Regions from separate parts of the Mus musculus genome. Here regions 2, 3 and 4 are each linked to region 1. Evidence: chromatin contacts called from public HiChIP or PLAC-seq data. All regions are on one chromosome and are shown on one strand. Each heading gives the region's core, a stretch centred on a gene start, on an enhancer-like site or on the middle of the called end of the contact. The rest is flanking DNA. Distances are from core to core; before and after follow the strand shown.

What was found. HiChIP or PLAC-seq counts read pairs in DNA pulled down with a chosen protein or histone mark.
Region 2: an HNF4G HiChIP or PLAC-seq map of pancreatic cancer cells shows a contact between it and region 1. The contact joins two enhancer-like sites. A contact is called at or near these places in 4 of 15 datasets of contacts at CTCF or cohesin (CD8 T cells, the NIH/3T3 cell line and embryonic stem cells), 19 of 484 Hi-C or Micro-C datasets (the 3T3-L1 cell line, the C10 cell line, CD4 T cells and 14 more) and 25 of 115 datasets of contacts at active chromatin or transcription factors (the 230-238 cell line, CD8 T cells, the HPC-7 cell line and 19 more).
Region 3: an H3K4me3 HiChIP or PLAC-seq map of bone marrow-derived macrophages shows a contact between it and region 1, with 8 times the contacts expected there. The contact joins two enhancer-like sites. A contact is called at or near these places in 3 of 15 datasets of contacts at CTCF or cohesin (the NIH/3T3 cell line, embryonic stem cells and large pre-B cells), 8 of 484 Hi-C or Micro-C datasets (bone marrow-derived macrophages and embryonic stem cells), 18 of 115 datasets of contacts at active chromatin or transcription factors (the HPC-7 cell line, the NIH/3T3 cell line, T-cell acute lymphoblastic leukemia and 12 more) and 1 of 9 other capture datasets (embryonic stem cells).
Region 4: an HNF4G HiChIP or PLAC-seq map of pancreatic cancer cells shows a contact between it and region 1. The contact joins the promoter of Rcan3 here to the enhancer-like site in region 1. A contact is called at or near these places in 2 of 39 promoter capture datasets (both in liver), 3 of 484 Hi-C or Micro-C datasets (CD4 T cells, the G1E-ER4 cell line and liver), 2 of 115 datasets of contacts at active chromatin or transcription factors (effector CD8 T cells and pancreatic cancer cells) and 2 of 9 other capture datasets (adipose tissue and liver).

The regions. Positions count from the first base shown.
Region 1 is chr4:135,200,763-135,205,190 of GRCm38.p6, forward strand. No RefSeq gene overlaps it. Among named protein-coding and RNA genes, the nearest start is that of Runx3, 50 kb to the left of the region's middle. Within about 2 kb of position 2,634, at least 161 of the 459 cell types and tissues checked have an H3K27ac peak or open chromatin away from gene starts, as enhancers often do. A contact at or near this core is called in the G1E-ER4 cell line, adipose tissue, bone marrow-derived macrophages and 3 more, where this site is marked.
Region 2 is chr4:134,973,582-134,977,728 of GRCm38.p6, forward strand. No RefSeq gene overlaps it. Among named protein-coding and RNA genes, the nearest start is that of Syf2, 45 kb to the left of the region's middle. Within about 2 kb of position 2,215, at least 50 of the 459 cell types and tissues checked have an H3K27ac peak or open chromatin away from gene starts, as enhancers often do. A contact at or near this core is called in pancreatic cancer cells, where this site is marked.
Region 3 is chr4:134,997,778-135,002,277 of GRCm38.p6, forward strand. No RefSeq gene overlaps it. Among named protein-coding and RNA genes, the nearest start is that of Gm42327, 51 kb to the right of the region's middle. Within about 2 kb of position 1,379, at least 70 of the 459 cell types and tissues checked have an H3K27ac peak or open chromatin away from gene starts, as enhancers often do. A contact at or near this core is called in bone marrow-derived macrophages and pancreatic cancer cells, where this site is marked.
Region 4 is chr4:135,432,551-135,437,016 of GRCm38.p6, forward strand. It overlaps Rcan3 (regulator of calcineurin 3), which reads right to left and starts at 1,255. Exons shown (of 5, transcript NM_022980.4): 1 at 1,062-1,255.

The DNA of each region.
Region 1 (4,428 bases), core at 1,384-3,883:
AGAGGGAGAGCCAGACCTAACGTCAACATCTATGGCTGTTTTACACACTGGCACATCTGTCTATCACATGTGTGTGGGACCCTCAGAAGTCAGAGAGGGAGCGGGCTCTCCTGGAACAGGAGTTACAGATGGTCGTGAGCCACTGGGAATGGAACGCGGGTCCTCCGGAAGAGCAGCCAGTACTCTTAACTGCCAAGCCATCTCTACAGCCCCAGCCCCTCTTAGTTTGCAAAACTTCTCCTGTGCACTTGTACCAGCCGTCTTTCAGGCAACAGTGGATCTCAATGAAAATTTTAAAATGTTTTGAAGATTGTTTATGTCACTAAAAATGTGTGGTTCTATTTTTAAAAACGTTCTAAAACAATTATCTCCCACTCGTTGTGTAAAATGTGGATATATATGGCCGGACGCAGACACACACACACACATGTGCACCGGGGTAGGCGGGGTGAGAAAAGCTTGCGTGCACACAAGATGGGAAAAGAATGCTTGTATTAGGAGCTAGGCTTTCTGAGTAACTTAAAATTGTTAAGCTTATCATTTAAGGAGCATCACTTTAGGGGCTGGAGAGATGGCTCAGTGGCTAAGAGCACTGGCTGCTCTTCCAGAGGACATGGGTTCAATTCCCAGCACGCACATGGCAACTCACAACTGTCTGTAATTCCAGTTCCAGGGCTTCTGACACCTTCACACAGACATACATACAGACACAACATCAATGCATATAAAATAAAAATAAATTATATTTAAAAAAAAAAAAGAAGTATCCTAATGCCTTGCAAAAGATGAAAATACGGCCAAGGTATATAACACAATTTCTTCAGGGTGTCTATCTAGAAAGCAAAACACAGCCCTCAAAGGAGTCAAATTTTTACTCCCTAACAAGGCTGCTGCCCGGAGCATCCTTCACAGAGACTCCCTATGAAGACTTGCCTGATTCACTGAGCAAGAAGGCAGAGCGGTTCTAGCCTCATGGTCCAGCCTGGCCTAGAGTGCAGCCACACCAGGCAGAGGGGAGGAAGATGGCGGCCTGACCGGCAGCGCACAGTTGTAGAGGGAGAATAGGGGACTGTGGACCTGGGGATTCTTCCTGGTGCCCTTGGGTCAGGAGCCCTGCAGAGCATCAACCTGGAATCCCGCAAGCTGTGCTACAGTGGAGAGGATGATTAACTGGCCTGGAGCCAAAACCTCCGCTCCCCACAGTCGGTGCCACGTGGCTTCTGCTGGGAGTCCAGCGCGCCGCAGCTGTGCCACGTGGCTTCTGCTGGGAGTCCAGCGCCGCAGCCGTCAGCTGTCATAGCAAGAACACTGACTGACTGGCAGCCCCTCCATGATTATGGTCGCCTTGCCCACAGTCCTCAGTAGCCTCTCTCTACTGCGATGCCACAGACTGGGCTGAAGAGCTGTCCCCGGTGGTGTCCCAAGTACCAGTCGAGTCCACCGTGCACCTGCAAGGCAAGTCCCTCAGTTTCCTCACCTAAGCACTTCTGGTCCTCCTGACCCAAACAGGTAGAGGGTTCTCGAAGCTTCAAATCTGTGGAAGAAACCACAGAACTGCACTGCAAAAATAAAAACGCTCCACAAGTTTGGGGATGCAGCTTCAGAAGACGGGGCCTGTCTAGCATATGTGAGACCCCACGTTTGATCCACAGCAACACACATGCATGTGCGCACACACACACAGAGAGAGAGAGAGAGAGAGAGAGAGAGAGAGAGAGAGAGAGAATTAAAACAAGCAAAACTAAAGAAAAACACATACCACAAAGAGAACACTAGAACCAGGGCTGGTGACATACATCAAGCTACTTGTCACACTTGTCAAAGCCTGAAGACTCCAGTTTGGTCACTGGAACTTATAGAAGAAGAAGAAGAAGAAGAAGAAGAAGAAGAAGAAGAAGAAGAAGAAGAAGAAGAAGAAGAAGAAGAAAAGACTCCCAAAAGTTGTCTCCTGACTGCCACACGTGTGCTGGAGTGTGTGCTCGCACACGCAATACTGATAAGAATTAAAAAAAAAAAAAAAACAAACTCTCTCAAGTCATTAACTTAGAAAGAACACAAGAAAGTTAGTCGAAAACAAGATGCCAGTGGATAAGATACTAGCCAAGAAACAATGGAAAGTTAAAAAAAAAATGGCTGGGCCTGTGGACATTGCTCAGCCGCAGGAGCGTGGTTTCCATTGAAGCTGAGAGCAATGGAATGGAGCAAGACACACCCCCACCCCCACCCCCACCCCACCCCCATAGTACCTATCAAAAGCCTTAAAACAGCTCCATTTTGTTCACATTTTTCCTCTCTTTGTCTGTCTTTCTTTTTTATTTTTGTCTGTTTGTTTATTGGGGGTTTTGGGTTGTTTGTTTGTTTGTTTGTTTGTTTGTTTGTTTTGAGACTGTTTCTCTGTGCTCACACTCAGAGATCTGCCTGCCTCTGCCTGCTGGGATTAAAGGTGGTTCACATTTCTTAATCTGTTTCCTAAGGCTATGCTGGTGGAACACTCCCCGCCCCAGCCAATGCCCCCCCCCCCACATACTCTCACACTTTCATTTCCCATTTCTGCATATTTCCTCTGCACTCCATACACGGAGTACAGCCCCAGATGCGTGCTCAACGACATCACCCTCCGGCTGTGACTAAATGTGTCACCATGAGAGCTGGAAACAACCGAGCCCTGCTCATCGTGGGACAGGCGAGCAGGGAGGGGATCTGACCAAAATCTAGAGTTCCAGATGACGCGGAGATACTTGCAACATAGTCGACTAGTGACAGAGAATAAAGCCCTGCCGCCCTCACAGGAAAAGAAACCCCTAGTCAACAGGCTGGAGACACACCGCAGTAGGCTGTCCCCGAGGGCCAGTCGCAACTCAGGGTGGGGGGTAGGGGTGAGGGTGGGGGTGGGGCTGCTGCCAAGCCTCTTGCTTCCGGTGCTTTCCAAACATTCTCAGTGAGCAGAAAGACTTTCGTCATCGCCTAAGCAATAAAAATAAAATAAAACAAAACAAATAAAACAAAACAGCGGTACTCTTTCTTCTTCACCCTTTGTCTTTTTCTCTCTGCAAAGTTCCTTCATGGGTCAGTTGAGGTTGGTTGGGTAAATGTCTGTGAGGGTGTCCGTAGCGGCGCGTTCGTGAATCAGCCTCAAGCCTGGCTTGCACTGCCTGCCTGTCTCTATTTACATTGCTCTCCCTTGCTATTCCCGATGCTTGTGGAAGACAGAAAAACCCAATGTCTCTGTTTAGTCACATCTAGCCACGACACTGATACTGGGAAAGCATCAGGCTGCCCCATACAGATGTGTTTTAACCTGAAATGGACACTGGGTGTCAAGGATTGCCTGTGGCCTGGCGCCTGGCGAGTGGCATTGTGCTACCCCAGAGCTGGAGAGACCCGTAAAATCTGGCAGGAGAGGATAAAGATACAGGTGTGGCCCCATAGCTACGGCCCCCATCCACCCACCCCACCCCCATCCTGCCCCCATTGAGCCTCGAGGGTTTGTACCAGATCAGCACTAACCCCCTGCAGTCCCTCTCTGGCAAGGAACTCCGGCCTTGGCCATCCTTGTCACACAGACGCTGGAGACAATCCAGCTTCCTGCTGTCATGATTGATTTCTACTTGACATCAGATAAGGAAAAGCAGGTGTAGAATGTCAAGTTCAAATGTGACGGCAGAGCCCTGCTGGATTTTCCCTTCAAAAACCAACTGCCAGTGGCAGTGGCAAAACTGATCCCGGGCTGGGAACTTGGGATGGTCTGTGTTTACAGTTATTCACATTTCCCGATCAAAACTGCAAAACAGGTGACCTCGAGGTTCCTGCAGGGACCCCTGAGTCCCAGAAGGATCTGTAGGAATAGGGAGCAGGTTTGGTTTGGTTTGGTTTGTTTGTTTGTTTGTTTGTTTTTTAACTTTTAAAGAGGAGGCAAAACATTTTTCTGTTAGCATACAGATGTGGTGTGAGGTCATGGGGTGTGTGTGTTCTCATCTGTACGAGTGGGCATATGTAGGCTGTAGGCGTGTCTGTGACGTCCCAAGGTTGATAGATCTGCCTCCATTGTCCTCCATCTTGTTCATAAAAGTAGGCTCTGTCAATTAAACCCTGGGCTTAACGATGGAGGGCTAGTGTCATCTAGCCAGCTTACCCAGAGACCTCAGTCTTCACCTCCCCAGGGTTGCCATGTCTACCCAGATCCATTTGTTAGCACTTTATCCACTGTGTCATCTCCCCAGCCTGGGGCAAAATTGTTTGGATGCTTTGAAGGAGTTTCTGCCCAACAGAGGCTGACCTCCCAATTCGGGCTTTTTTTTTTTTTTTTTTTTTTTTTTTTTGGTTTTTGGTTTTTGGTTTTTGTTTTTTGGTTTCTTTGAGACAGGGTTTCTCTGTATAGCCCTGGCTGTCCTGGAACTCACTCTGTAGACCAGGCTGTCCTGGAACTCA
Region 2 (4,147 bases), core at 965-3,464, 230 kb before region 1:
CTTAAGAATTCTTTGGAAAGTCAGTTATGTTGGATGGTGTTTTCCTGGGGCAAACACATGAAAGAAGTTTTATTAAAGAGAACATGGGTGTGAAAGGCAAAGGCAGACTCGAGAAGGAACATTTCACTGAAGCAGACACAGGAGAGAGGATGTTCTGCTAAAGCAAGCACGTGAAAGGACATGAGATGAAGGATTCTTTGCTAACAACACGCATGTATTGATCCACCTTACTTTTCATAGTTGAGCTGCATTTGTCAGGACTCCACAGAGGGAAACAAACCAAAAAACTTCTGGTGCTGTGCTGCAGTTTCTTGCTGCTTCCTTAGACTCAGGCTGATTAGATGCATGTGCTGAGGCAAGACACGTGGAGGACAAGTGATGTTTGGAGGGTAGAAATAGGACTCCATAGAGTGAGGGGGAGAGAGAGAGAGAGAGAGAGAGAGAGAGAGAGAGAGAGAGAGAGAGAGAGAGAGAGAGAGAGAGAGAGCTAGGCTTGTTTATAGAACTAGTTGTGTAACACTTGTGGGTCTCATGTCTTTGCTGATCTTCGCCTCCCTGAGAGAGGCACAGCCGAGAACTTCTCCTGCTGTCCCTCTAGGTCCCTCCTGTTGACTTGAGCTGAGACTGAGTCCTGGCTGTCTCTGCTAGGTCGTGCCACCGCTGTTGCTATCCTGACTCTACCGAGCTGGACTGCTGGTGTATCCATGAGGTGTTGGTGAGTGGATCGAGCTGCCACTGTTGACCTGTGAACTGAACTGCCAATTTCCAGACAACACAGATGGGAGTTGCTCCAAAGAACCTTTCTAAACAGGTCCACTTCCCCTGTATCCTTTCTTTTCTGCTCCTGGTGGGTGGTGGGCTACAAGGAAGGTTAAAGTGTTTAAGAACCATCATTAAAAGTAAACAGGGTGGGCGTGGTGGCGCATGCCTTTAATCCCAGCACGCAGGAGGCAGAGACAGGCAGATTTCTGAGTTCGAGGCCTGCCTGGTCTACAAAGTGAGCTCCAGGACAGCCAGGGCTACACAGAGAGACCCTGTCTCGAAAAACCACACACACACACAAAAGTAAACTTAGAAAAAAAAAATCAAAGTTCCACTGGGTTCCAGAATTACACTGTAATCAGGTCCTGGGTTGCTGCCTCTGTGTTTCTGCCACACTGTCATATGGAAAAGGCCCTTCCAGGAAGCGGGCCCTGCAGAACCTTGAACCGAATTCTCTGTTTTCTGTGACGGGCTCAGTCTTGAGCATGCTGTTACAGTCACAGAAAGTAGACTGAGATAGCAAGCTCTTCAGAGTCACTGGGCCTTTGGAGGGACTCCTCTCTTACCTAGAGCTGACCAGAGATGCTCTGTTCCCCACAGCCCTGGGTCCCCTTGTGTTTCTTTCCCCATCAGGTGGGACAGGTAAGCTGCTCTCTGGAGTCTGTGACACAGTAAGGGGTTGTTGACTGACTATGTAACACAAGTCAGACATGTCTCTTGGCAGTCCACAAGTTCAAGGTCAAGAAAGCCATTGTCAGCTCAGACTCTAGCTACTAAGTGGTGGGGCTTATGTGTGTGTGTGTGTGGGGGGGCTTTTTGAGGTGTTTCTATTGGCCACTCTGTGGCGGTTGGGTGGCTGGGTCCTATGCAGATAGGATGCAGGCCTGGGAAACCAATGTGCTGGCTGCTTGTATGGCTGTGTGACCTGTGATTATTGCTTCTCTAACTATTATTCCCAATTGCAGCTCAGTGAATGCAATTATGCTGTCGAGGCTCCCAGCACAGTAGCGCCCCCTAGCTCCTGCTAATTTGCTGCTTCTACCCTCTTCTTACCTTCCAGGGTGGGATTAGCCTCCTGGGAGCCCTTGGCACCAGGGCTGGGCTGTGTCTCAGTGGTTGCTGGAGCTTTGACGTCATCTCTTTGATGTGGGGTTGTTGAATCGGGCAGAATCCTGCTCGGCTAGTCCAGCGCCGGGTACCAGACAATTGAGCCTTTGTGCGTGTGCCCTGGGGCATCTGCCCACAGAAACCTGGTGGCTCCGAACACCTCTTGTGAAAAAGTAGCCTTCAGGAAAAAGGGACAATGAGCTTGTCATGTCCAGGAGAGAGCAGGGTCTGAACTGGGGTGGGCACCGGGTGATTACAAGGCAGACCGGGAGCTCCTGGGAAAGCCATGGGCAGGCAGGGGCCGGGGCCTCTAGAATGTGTGCTAAGGGTGTTGCCTGCTGTGGTTATGGGAGCAAGTCTCACTTAATTCTGCCAAACCACCTTGCTTATTGCTCACTGTTCTTAGAGTACAGAGGCTGTGTTTCACCCTGTCTCGGGGCCTTTGGATACGCAGAACCCTTTGCCTGAGATTTTAATTTTTGATTATGCAGAAAATGCCAAAGAACAATTATTTTAGCCCCTTAGATTCCCATGTCTGGACAGATGACATTTTGTCTTTACTTCCTGCAGAACATTATTTTTGTGTATGTGTGTGTGTGTGCGTGTGTGTGCGAGTGTGTTTGTGTGTGTGGTGTGTGTGTGTATGCGTGTGTATGTGTGTGTGTGGTGTGTAATATGTGTGTGTGTAATATATGTATGATGTGTATGGTGTGTGTAGTATATGTATGTATGTGGTGTGGTATGTGTGTGTGTGAGTGTGTGTGTGTTTATGTGTGGTGTGTGTGTGAGTGTGTGTTTGTGTGTGTGTATACGTGTGTGTGTGTGGTGTGTGTGTATGTGTGTGGTGTGTAATATGTGTGTGTGTAATATGTGTGTGTGTGTGTGTGTGTGTGTGTGTGTGTGTGTGTGTGTGTGTGAGTGTGCATGCTTGCTTTCTTGAATGTGCTTTTTCCTTCGGAGGCCAGAGGAAGACATCAGGCATCCTGTTCTGTTACCCTCTGCCTTATTCTTGTATCAGGTCTCTCTCTGAAGCTGAGACTCACCATTTTGGCCAGGTCGTCTGGCCATCGAGCCCCCAGGATCTATCTGTCTCTATCTCTCCAACTCTGGAGTCACAGGCACATGTAGCCATGCTTGGCTTTTATGTGGATGCCTGGGATTCAGGCTCAGCAGGAGTCACCTTTATCTGCTGAGCCATCTCCCTGGCTTCAAGTTCTCAGGGCAGGAGAGGTTTTCCCGTGTCTGCATCCTTCATGTCCTGTCCCCACATCCTTCCTATTCTGTCCTTCACCACTGGTGAACTGTCAGAGCAGAGGAGAGGGGATGGACCGTTGAGCATGGGGGGACGACCTGGATGGCATCTAGGAGCAGAGAGTGTACATGAGGAGGAGCAGACTGGTGGAAGTGGAAGCGCGGGTCCAGCTGGGTAGTAACGAACTAATGTTGAGAGGCCAAGGGTTGGGAACTCTGGGTGAGGGCAGTGGCAGGGACTCTGTGTGCTGGTCTTGTAAAACAAAAAAAAAAAAAAATCACACACACACACGATTTGTTTATTTTTTTAAGGAGCAGATGCTCTGAGCAAACGTGGCACATTCAGAATGCCAGCGTCAGGAGAGGGAGGCAGGAAGGCAATGGAGGGTGACGCCTGGCCTCCTATTTGGTGATTGATTGTTTTGAATTTTCTACATAAAAAACCTAAACTAATCTGAGAAGAAACGCTTCTCTCTTTTTTCCCCTTGAACTGCGATTCTTTTTCTTTTCCTGCCTTATTGCATTAGCTAGAGTTTCTAGTATGACTCTGAACGGGGGTGTCATGGCTGCCCTACGCCAGATCTCAAGGGGGAGTTCCTAGTGCCTTATTGTTTTTAGTATAAATAATCCCCATGTGATATTTTGGAACATAACAATTCTAAAAATGTATTTTTTCTTTATTATCTCAAATTTAAATTTAATTCTAAAAATGGGAATGTATCCACGGACTCAAATTACAAAGGTAGTCATTGTCCTTTTCTCCCAAATTAAAAAAAAAAATCTTCTAAAATTCTGTTGACCTCATAGCTCAGGCTCATAAGCCCAGCTACTTGGGAGACTGAGGCAGGAAGATCACAAGTTCAAAGCCAGACTGGACTACAGAGTGAGTTCAGATCAGCCTACGCAACTCAGTGAGACCCAGTCTCAAAATGAACTAGTAAAAACAGAGGGCTGGAGAGACGGCTCAGTGGTTAAGAGCATTGACTCAAGGTTCAGTTCCTAGCACACACATGGCTGCTTACAACCT
Region 3 (4,500 bases), core at 129-2,628, 200 kb before region 1:
TGATAGATCATTCTAGATTATCTGGGCGACTTGGGGTAATCACATGGGGTAATTCGTAGAAGGAGCGGATATGAATAAGGGGAACTGGGGGCAACCAGTGGAAGGAAGACTTGTTGGTGTTTGCTGGGTTTGAGTTTGGAGAGGTGAAGCCGTGAGTGTGAGTGGCCTCCAAAGCCAGGGAAGACGCTGGAAAGCGTCCTCCAGTAAAGGTCACGGTCCTCCTGGCAGCGTGATCTTAGCCCTGCGAGGCCGTGTTAGTTATTGTGTTTGTCTGTGTGACTCCAAGTCAAGGGAGGAGGCTTTATTTCGGCTTGTGATTTCCTGGGGCACAGACCATCGTGTCGGGGAAGGAAGGCATCACGGCAGAAACAGCCCTCAGCTGTGGTTCAGCGAGCTTGCTCACATCTAGCTGCATCAAGGTAGGTCAGGAAGTAGAGAGGGACTAGGAAGTGGCTTGGGTTATAAAGCTCAAGACCCGCCCCTCAGTGATCCACTTCCTCCAGCTAAACTCCACTTCCTGAAGGCTTCACAACCTCTTAAAGCAGTGCCGGTGGACAAAATGTTCAAACACGAGTCTATGGATATTTCCCATTCAAATCGTAACAGACTCACTTCAGATTTGGACCTCCAGAACACACGCTCCCCCCTCCCCCTCCCCCTCCCCCTCCCCCTTCCCGCCTGCCTCTCCCCTCCCCCGCCCCTTCCGTGTGTGTGTGTGTGTGTGTGTGTGTGTGTGTGTGTGTGTGTGTGTGAGAGAGAGAGAGAGAGAGAGAGAGAGAGAGACAGTAGCAAGATGGAGCTAATCCAGTGGCCTAAAACACTGCATTGTTAGAAGATATAAAAAGAAGGTTGAGGCTGGGATTAGCTCAGTCAGTAGAGTTCTTGCCTCCCATGGTGCAAAGCCAGGGCGGGTTCAATCCTCAGCATGGTGTGAACCAGGCCTGGTGGTTCTCTCCTGTGATCCCAGTAGTACTCAGAGGTGGAGGCAGGAGGATGAGAAGTTCAAGTACACCATGAGTTTGAGGTCCGTCTGGGATACACTGGACCCTGTTGAGTGAGTGAGGGGCGGCTGCAGGTGTCATTTTATATCATCCTGCAGTGTGAGTCTTGCTTCCATCAAATGCAGTTAAGGAGTCAGAGCCGCCCTCCCTTTCCCTCTATAGTGACAACAAGGAGAAAAATGATGGAGACAGATGTCCCAGGACTGTCAGATGATTCAGAAAGCACTTGCAGGCAAACGACAGCACCACAGACTTGAATTAATGAAGATGTCGAAACCAGCCACAGGAGTGGAGTCTCAGCCGGTGAGTGTTCACAGTACAACGTCCCAGATGAATTGTTCTCAGACTCGAGATTGAACGAGTAAACAAAATTTCAGGGGAAATGTGTTATTCTCGCCTGCTTAGTCACCCTGCGCCGTTCTGGGCCAAGAGCCTAGGTGTTCCGTTATTCTGGCTCATGGGTAAGCAGCAGTCTTTAAGTTTGAGTGCCAACTTGTACTTAATTGAGTTTGTAATTCAATTACCCTCAGCTCCTAAGTGGACACAGACAAAGATGGGTGTTCTTGCTAGTGGCTGGGGACGGGGGGGGGGGGGGGGACAGGGAGCTGAAACAGAAATCAGGGAATGTTGTCTGGGTTGCTGCTTGTAATTGGTGTTTGCAAGTCTAAAAATAGAACTCTTTTGCAATCTTGGAGCAGAGATGACTGCCTTTCTTCCCCAAACCAAATTACGAATCATTAGAGATTTCAGAAAATGGAGCTGGGGAGATGGCTCAGGGTTCAGGAGCAAGTGCTGCTCCTAGAAGATAGGGGTCCATTCCTAGTTCTGTGTATCACAGGTAGACATTGAGGGCTCCCAACCATCCATGACTCCAGTTCCAGGGGATCCTCTTCTGACGTCCATGGGCACTGCACACACGCGGTACACAAACATACATACAGACAAATCACCTATAGAGCTAACATAAAAATAAATTAAAAACAAAACAAAACAAAAAAACCAAACCTCTTCAGTGTTAGAACTTGGCTTTGTGAGTGTGTGAAGAAAATGAGAAACGAGAAGGTCAACTCTGGGAGATGCGCTTTGGATCCGAATCCAGATTCGCGAGCCTATGTCCGTGGTTCTGTGTGGAAACTGTTGAAAATTTAGTCGTATATAGACAGTGGTACCCATTTCAAGCATGCATACCTTTAAAACTGGAAATCTGGGTTAAAATGTTTACAATGATTCTGTTTAAGGTTGTGTAAGAAGAGCTGATGAAGTTGGCCCTCACTCCCTTTATTCTTTGTGTGGATTTATGTCCCTGTGTGCGTACATCAGGGACAGATGCTGAGTGACCTCACTAAGCTGTTTCGTGTCTCGGCGCAGGCTGATGTTGAGTGCCCCCGGAAGCTGCTCTTCACCCTGTTTGAGATACAGTCTCTCACCGAACCCTGAGCTGGCTGACTGTCTCAAGCAATAGAATTGGACATATTAATGGGAAAATGGGTAAGGTGATAGATATTATGGTAACTAATAGATTATGAAGAAGAATCAACTGAAGAGGGGAGGGGATGAGGGTGTCCTTGCGTACCCTAAGAGCTCATTACTTACCCTATGGAGAGACTCTACCAGGTACTATATGGGAGAGGCAGGTAGCTGGTTGGTCCCCAGGGTTCTGCTTCAAGGCTGTGCACTCTTCAAAGAGAGGTGCTGTTCATTTGCAAAACAGCTCCTGGTGCAGCACAAAACCTGGCAGAGCTTTGGTGACCCCCAGAGCAGGGACCCTGTATTTAGGGCTGCGTGTCACCAGTGCCCTGACAGAAGCTCAGCGTCCACCTACTGGTTGCAGTGCTTTGGATTAAACCCACACAGCTCCAGAATACGCAGGTAGCTGTGTAAAGAAGCAGAGCCCCCAAGGCCTTCTCTTTCTGCAGCTGACACCTTTTATCCTGGTCACAGGCATGGCAGCTGGTGTGTGGTGAAGGTTCTTCAGTGTCAATAGAAGGAACTTGGCCTGGTGTCCAGATCTGTTGAAGCAATCTGTCGTTGTTCTTTGGTACCCATGGGGCAAGGACTCCAGCAGGTATCAGAATCTGAGGATGCTTGTATCTTTTCTGTAATGAGATTCAGCAGTTGCACAGAACCCTTGGATGTTCCTTAGATGGTCTGTGATTTCTTAGGAGATCCAAGGACACACATGCTGTGTAAATAATCATTGCACCATCTTGTTTTAGGAACAGGAGAAAGGTCTCACACAGAGACAGCTTTATTATCATGTGTGTCGGGGACAGGGGGGTAGGGGTGTTGTGTCATGGTCTCTTAATTAGGGTGTGATGAAAAAAACAGGACAAAAGCCACTTGGGGAGGAAAGGGCTTATTTGGCTCACACTTCCACAGCATAGTCTATCACTGAAGGAAGTCAGGACAGGAGCTCATTCAGGGCAGGGACCTGGAGGCTGAGGCAGAGGCCATGGAGGGGTGCTGCTTACTGGCTTGCTCTGTCTGCTTTCTTATAGAACCCAGGACCATCAGCCCAGAGGTGGCACCACACACCATGGGCTGGGCCCTCCCCCATCACTCACTAAGAAGTGCTCTACAGGATGGCCCACAGCCCGATCTTATGGAGACAGTTTCTCAATTGAGCCTCCCTCCTCTGATGATTTTAGCTCAGCGGTTCTCATTGTGGGGGCCAGGAACACTTTGGGGGGGGTGTCAAACAACCCTTCCACAGGGGTTGCCTATGACCATTAAAACACACACACACACACACACACACACACACACACACACACACACACACAGCCGGGTGTGGTGGCCTTGGGAGGCAGAGGCAGGTGGATTTCTGAGTTCGAGGCCAGCCTGGTCTACAGAGTGAGTTCCAGGACAGCCAGGGCTATACAGAGAAACCCTGTCTCGAAAAACCTAAAACAACAACAACAAAAACACCCCACATATATTTACATTATGATTCACAACAGTAGCACAGTCACAGTTATAAAGTAGCAACAAGAATAATTTTATGGTGGGGGGCACCACAACATGAGCTTCATTAAAAGGTCACAGCATTAGAAAGGTAGAGAACCATGGGTGTAGCTTGTGTCCAGTTGCCACACGACCAGCCAGGACACACGGCAAGTGTGTGGAGGTCAGAAACCGACATGCAGGAGCTGGTCTTCTACCAGGTAGATTCCCAGGATCAAACTCAGGGCCTCATGCTTGCTAGGTCAGCACTTTGACGGCTGAGCTATCGCTCTCTCCAGCTGAAGGTGGTGGACACTGGGTATTTTGCTAATGTCCTTACTTTATAGCGAGGAAAACTGAGGTCTAGAAGGGGTTAGTAACTTGTTATAACTGGCACCTAGGATCATAGCTCAGACTGTCCAGCTTTGAGGCTAAATAGGACCACACAGATGGTTGGGAGCTCTGGGTTCGAATCTCGGCCATGGTGTCCTGTGCTAGCACCCACTAGGGCCGTAGACAGTGCTAGGGGGTTCAGAAGTGGAGAACCTATAGAGCT
Region 4 (4,466 bases), core at 5-2,504, 230 kb after region 1:
GCAACACTCAGGTATTAGTCAAAGGACAACTTGCAAAAGCTGATTCTCTCCTCCTGCCATGTTGATCCCCGGGATCCGGGAACTCCAACTGTCAGGCTTTGCAGTAAGTGTGTCTGTCTGTACCAGCTGAGCCATCTCATAGGACTACATATTGATATATTGGACTAGAGGTAATGGCATTGTGTTAAGATAGGTTTTATTTTGTTTTGTTGGGCAGGACCGTATTATGTAGTCCAGACTAGTCTCCCACTTGCTAATATTATAAACGTGTGCCACACCCAGTTCTTAAAATAACATTTTAAAGTAATCACTAATCATAGCTACAGATGGTCAATTACTTCTCTGGCCAACTAGTAGATGAGAGACTTCTACGAAAAGTTCAAGTAAATGTATTGTCCTAGATAGCCTTCAATATTGGGACGCGAATATATATATATTTGGTTTTAAACCCTACAATAAAACATCACTCTACATAATCCTAGTTTGAATCTGAAACATGGACGTGAGCCGCTAGAATCTTAATCCCCAGAGGAGATGATGAGATTTCGCACGGAAGCTGGAACCCCACAACCTGGAAACAGACAGCTATTGAAGGGTTCAAGAGGAAGCGGACAAGTTTCCAGATGCCAGGGAAGCAGAGAAGCACGAGGATTCCTGCATCCTGGGGGAGGGGAGGAGAGAGGGGAGTGGGGCTTCCACCTGCTGCCAGGAGGGTTTTACTAGCCACACCTTCCCTGCCCTCCGGGAGGGGGGGGCCAGGTTGGGCCTGACATCTTTCAAAAAGTCGAACTGCGGGTGGAGAAATTGCTGGTGGAGGAGAAAGGACCTGGGGGCGAGGGTTGTTTTGCAGGACGTTACCCCGAAGCTGCTGGGGGAGATCCTGGGCATCAGGCGGTTGGTCCTTAGCAACGTCTAGGGGGTTCCTGGAGGATCTGGGCAGCTGCTGCTCTAGCTGAGGCTGCTTTAACTTTCAGGGATCCTGGGGATCCATCACCCAGAGCTGCTGCAAACCTGTTCCGAGCGGCCGCGACCCGGCCCCGCCCTGCGAAGGGGAGACTCACCTGTGCGCTCGAGGGGAGAGGCCCGAGGGGGGATGCCCACGAGCGCGGCCTGGGGCGGACAGACCCTCACCACCCGGAGCCACCACGCCCTCAACGCGGGCCGCAGCGGCCGCCTCAGCCGGCGACACGGGCGGTGACCTAGGGCTGAGCGAGGTTGCCAGCGTCGCGCGCGCTCCCGGGCCCGCGCGCCTCGCGCCCTCCCTGGGTTCCTCGCGCCCAGGGGGCGCGCTGCGCCGGCGCACAGACAGGAGGGCGGGGCTGACAGCTGGGTGGGCGGGAGTCGCCGAGTGGTGGGCGGGGCTCTGGGGGCGGGGGTGGGTTCTGCGCGCGCGCATTCGCCTGCTCCTCTTGGCTGGCTGGCACTGGCTTTGAGGGACTTGGGCCGGCACTCTTTTTTTTTTTTTTTCCCACCCCCCCTGGGCCGGCACTCTTAAGGCAGAGGCTTTCCTTGACCTCCAGAACGGGACTTTTGATGTCCCCTTGGTATCCGCCGCCCCCAAGAAACATTTTCTCTCTCTTTTTGCTGACCTCACGTGACAGTGACAGGAACAGCTAGCCGGGATACTAGGAACCTTCTCGGGGCGGGTTCCTGTGAGCTTAACCCGGGGTAGCCTTCTAGGAACCTGGCAGCCGGATGTGCCCGACCTCGCCCCGCAGCTCCCGTCGCCCAGTAGAGGCGATGGCGACGTGGCTGTGCTATGGGTGTCACCAGGTGTGTGACTGCGCGCGCCCCATCCCTCCCTCCATTGCACCCAGCACAGATGTACAATATTAATGATATTTGCGTTTGCCTTTCCACACAGTCTTGCTTATCTCCCTTGGAGATAATGGAACATTAATTATGTCTAGGTCAGGGTTTAGGCTAGTAGTAGCGCCGAGGCTGGCTGGCATTTTAATTTTAATTGCTGTTGCTGAGACCAGCCTGTCAGGGAGCTGTGCCCTCTTCCAGCTCACAAACTGGATGAACGGTACAGAGCTGGAGAACTCTCAGCTCCCGCTAGAAGGATTCTGCTCTGCTATCCAGGCCGTATGGCTCAGTTCTGAGGGTCCTTGCTCCCAACCCCGGACGCACGTGATGGAAGGAGAGAACTCCTGCAAGTGTTCTCTGACTTCCACACGGCTGCCCTTCTGAATAATAAACAAATAATAAATAGAAAATCAGCTTTTGTCATTTACGCAAGACCCTTCATAGGACAAATGAAACAAGGGGGTCAAAACTAAGGACACAGTGTTGTCACTCGGTGAGAGTCATGGGCACAAAATGCAGGGCATAGCATCCTCGTCAGAGTGACTCCCATAGTGTCCCCCACAGGATCACAGTGTTGTATCCCTTTTGCTTTAGGAAGTTTCTGCAGCTTTCCACCCTGAGGCTCCTGATTAAACTTGACTTAACACGTCAAGTTCTTCACTTTTTCATCAAAGAATTATGGAGAGTGACTTCTATACTCACATCAAGAAGCATAGAAATGTTTCCCCTTGGGCTGGTGAGATGGCTAGATGGTTAAGAGCACTGACTGCTCTTCCAAAGATCCTGAGTTCAAATCTCAGCAACCACACGGTGGCTCACAACCATCTGTAATGAGATCTGACTCCCTCTTCTGGAGTGTCTGAAGACAGCTACAGTGTACTTACATATAATAATAAATAAATAAATCTTAAAAAAAAAGAAAGAAAGATTCTCTGAACTCAGTTTCTGAGGTGACTCAGTTGGCTAAATACTGGGTTCAGTGAGAAATTGCGTCTCAAAATATGCAATAAAGAGTAAATGTGGCCAGCTTCTTACCCCCACAGTCATATGTGCACAAGCACACAAGTATGCATGTGTATGTGTGTACATGCAGATTTGTGCACACATACACAGACGTGTATATGTAGCACACACATGATGGAGTTCTAAGTCAGTGTGTGTGGGAACTGCTGCATTCTCTACCCCTGCTCAGGAATGAATGAGCTCCGGGAGCCTTAGGAAGGGCTTGGAGCCATTCTAAGTTAAAAGCCTGGCTCCAGCTTGCATTGGTTATTATTTCCCAATGGTTATGAAGGCCCTGTGCTGGGGGTTGAGCTCATAAGATCAAGGAGCCTACCAAGAGAGAGGAGACAGTGGTTGTGAAAGGTTACATGTACCAGTGATGTGCTGGCAAGTAGAGAGAGAAGGTGGTACAAGTGCCTGAGGAGGGCTTCTGTAGGTAGTCAGATGGGAGGGGGCATTGCCCAATTAGTGACCACAGGGGCACATTGACATGTAGACAGACAGAACCCTATCTTTCCAAGTCTTACTGGCCATTCTCTCTCCTCTCTCCATCCTCCTCCCCTCAATCCTCACCCCCAACCTCTCTCCTTGTAGTCCAACACATAAAATAAAGCACACTGGAGGATGTGCACGCTGGATGACCTAACAGGAAAGCCTGAGGCTTCAGGAATGGCTGGACCCAGGGGCTCAAGCTACACCACTGGCTCGTCCCCCTTTCTCTCTATCTCTTAACTGTTTTCTTCCTCCATGCTGACAGCAAAAGTTACACCCAGTATCTCACTGGTGTAGGTTTGGTTATGTCGCATCTTTAAATCTCTCTCTTGAGAGGGGGCGTGGAATATTCCAACAGTCTAGTTCTGGGTCATGCATTCAGTCTCAGGCACGGGAGAAGCGGGAGAGGCAGGTTCTCGTGCCAGGAAGTTTCTGGCTGGTTCCTCCATCACTGTAGCTCCTGATTTGCTCACAGTGGAGCTGACCTGTCTACGCGGCTTCCATGAGTCCCCTGTACTCTGGCTCAGGCAAGGCATCCCAGAGAGAGTAGGCAGAATGGAACGCAAAGGTCAAAGGTCAAAAGCTTGACGTCAGACCCGTGAGTCTGCCTTTGCATCAAAGGAAGAGTTGTTGCCTGTATTGTGAATGAGACTGAGATCAAGAGATTAAGAGACCAGGAGCGGAATCTTCCACATCCTTCCTCTTCCTGTTGTGTCTGGCGAGGTGATGGGCATTGTGGGTAAGGAATACTTGCTATGAATGAGCTCGGCACGGACTCCCGTTTCCCAGGGCACCTTTCCTCGCCTCATCTCCGTGGTTTGGGTTACAGGCCGAGGGAAAAGGATCTCTTGATCCATTGAAACTGGGACTAAGGTTGATAAGCGGCCCCTGTCCCACAAAACTCAAGGAGAGCCTGTTAGTCGATGACTTGATACAGCTCCTGCAGGAAACTTTCCGGATGTGCAATCTCATTTCCGAAGTTCTCATCCGATGTGCATGGCTTAAGCAGTCAATACACGGAAAGTATCCTTGATGGGTCTGCTGGGAGAATCTAAAGCCTGTGGCTGTCTCCAGAGATGCTTTGCCATTTTATCAACCAAATGAATGCCTAACTGGTGACCCAGAAATTCCATCTCCCCTCCTCCAAATAAAAAGAAAGAATG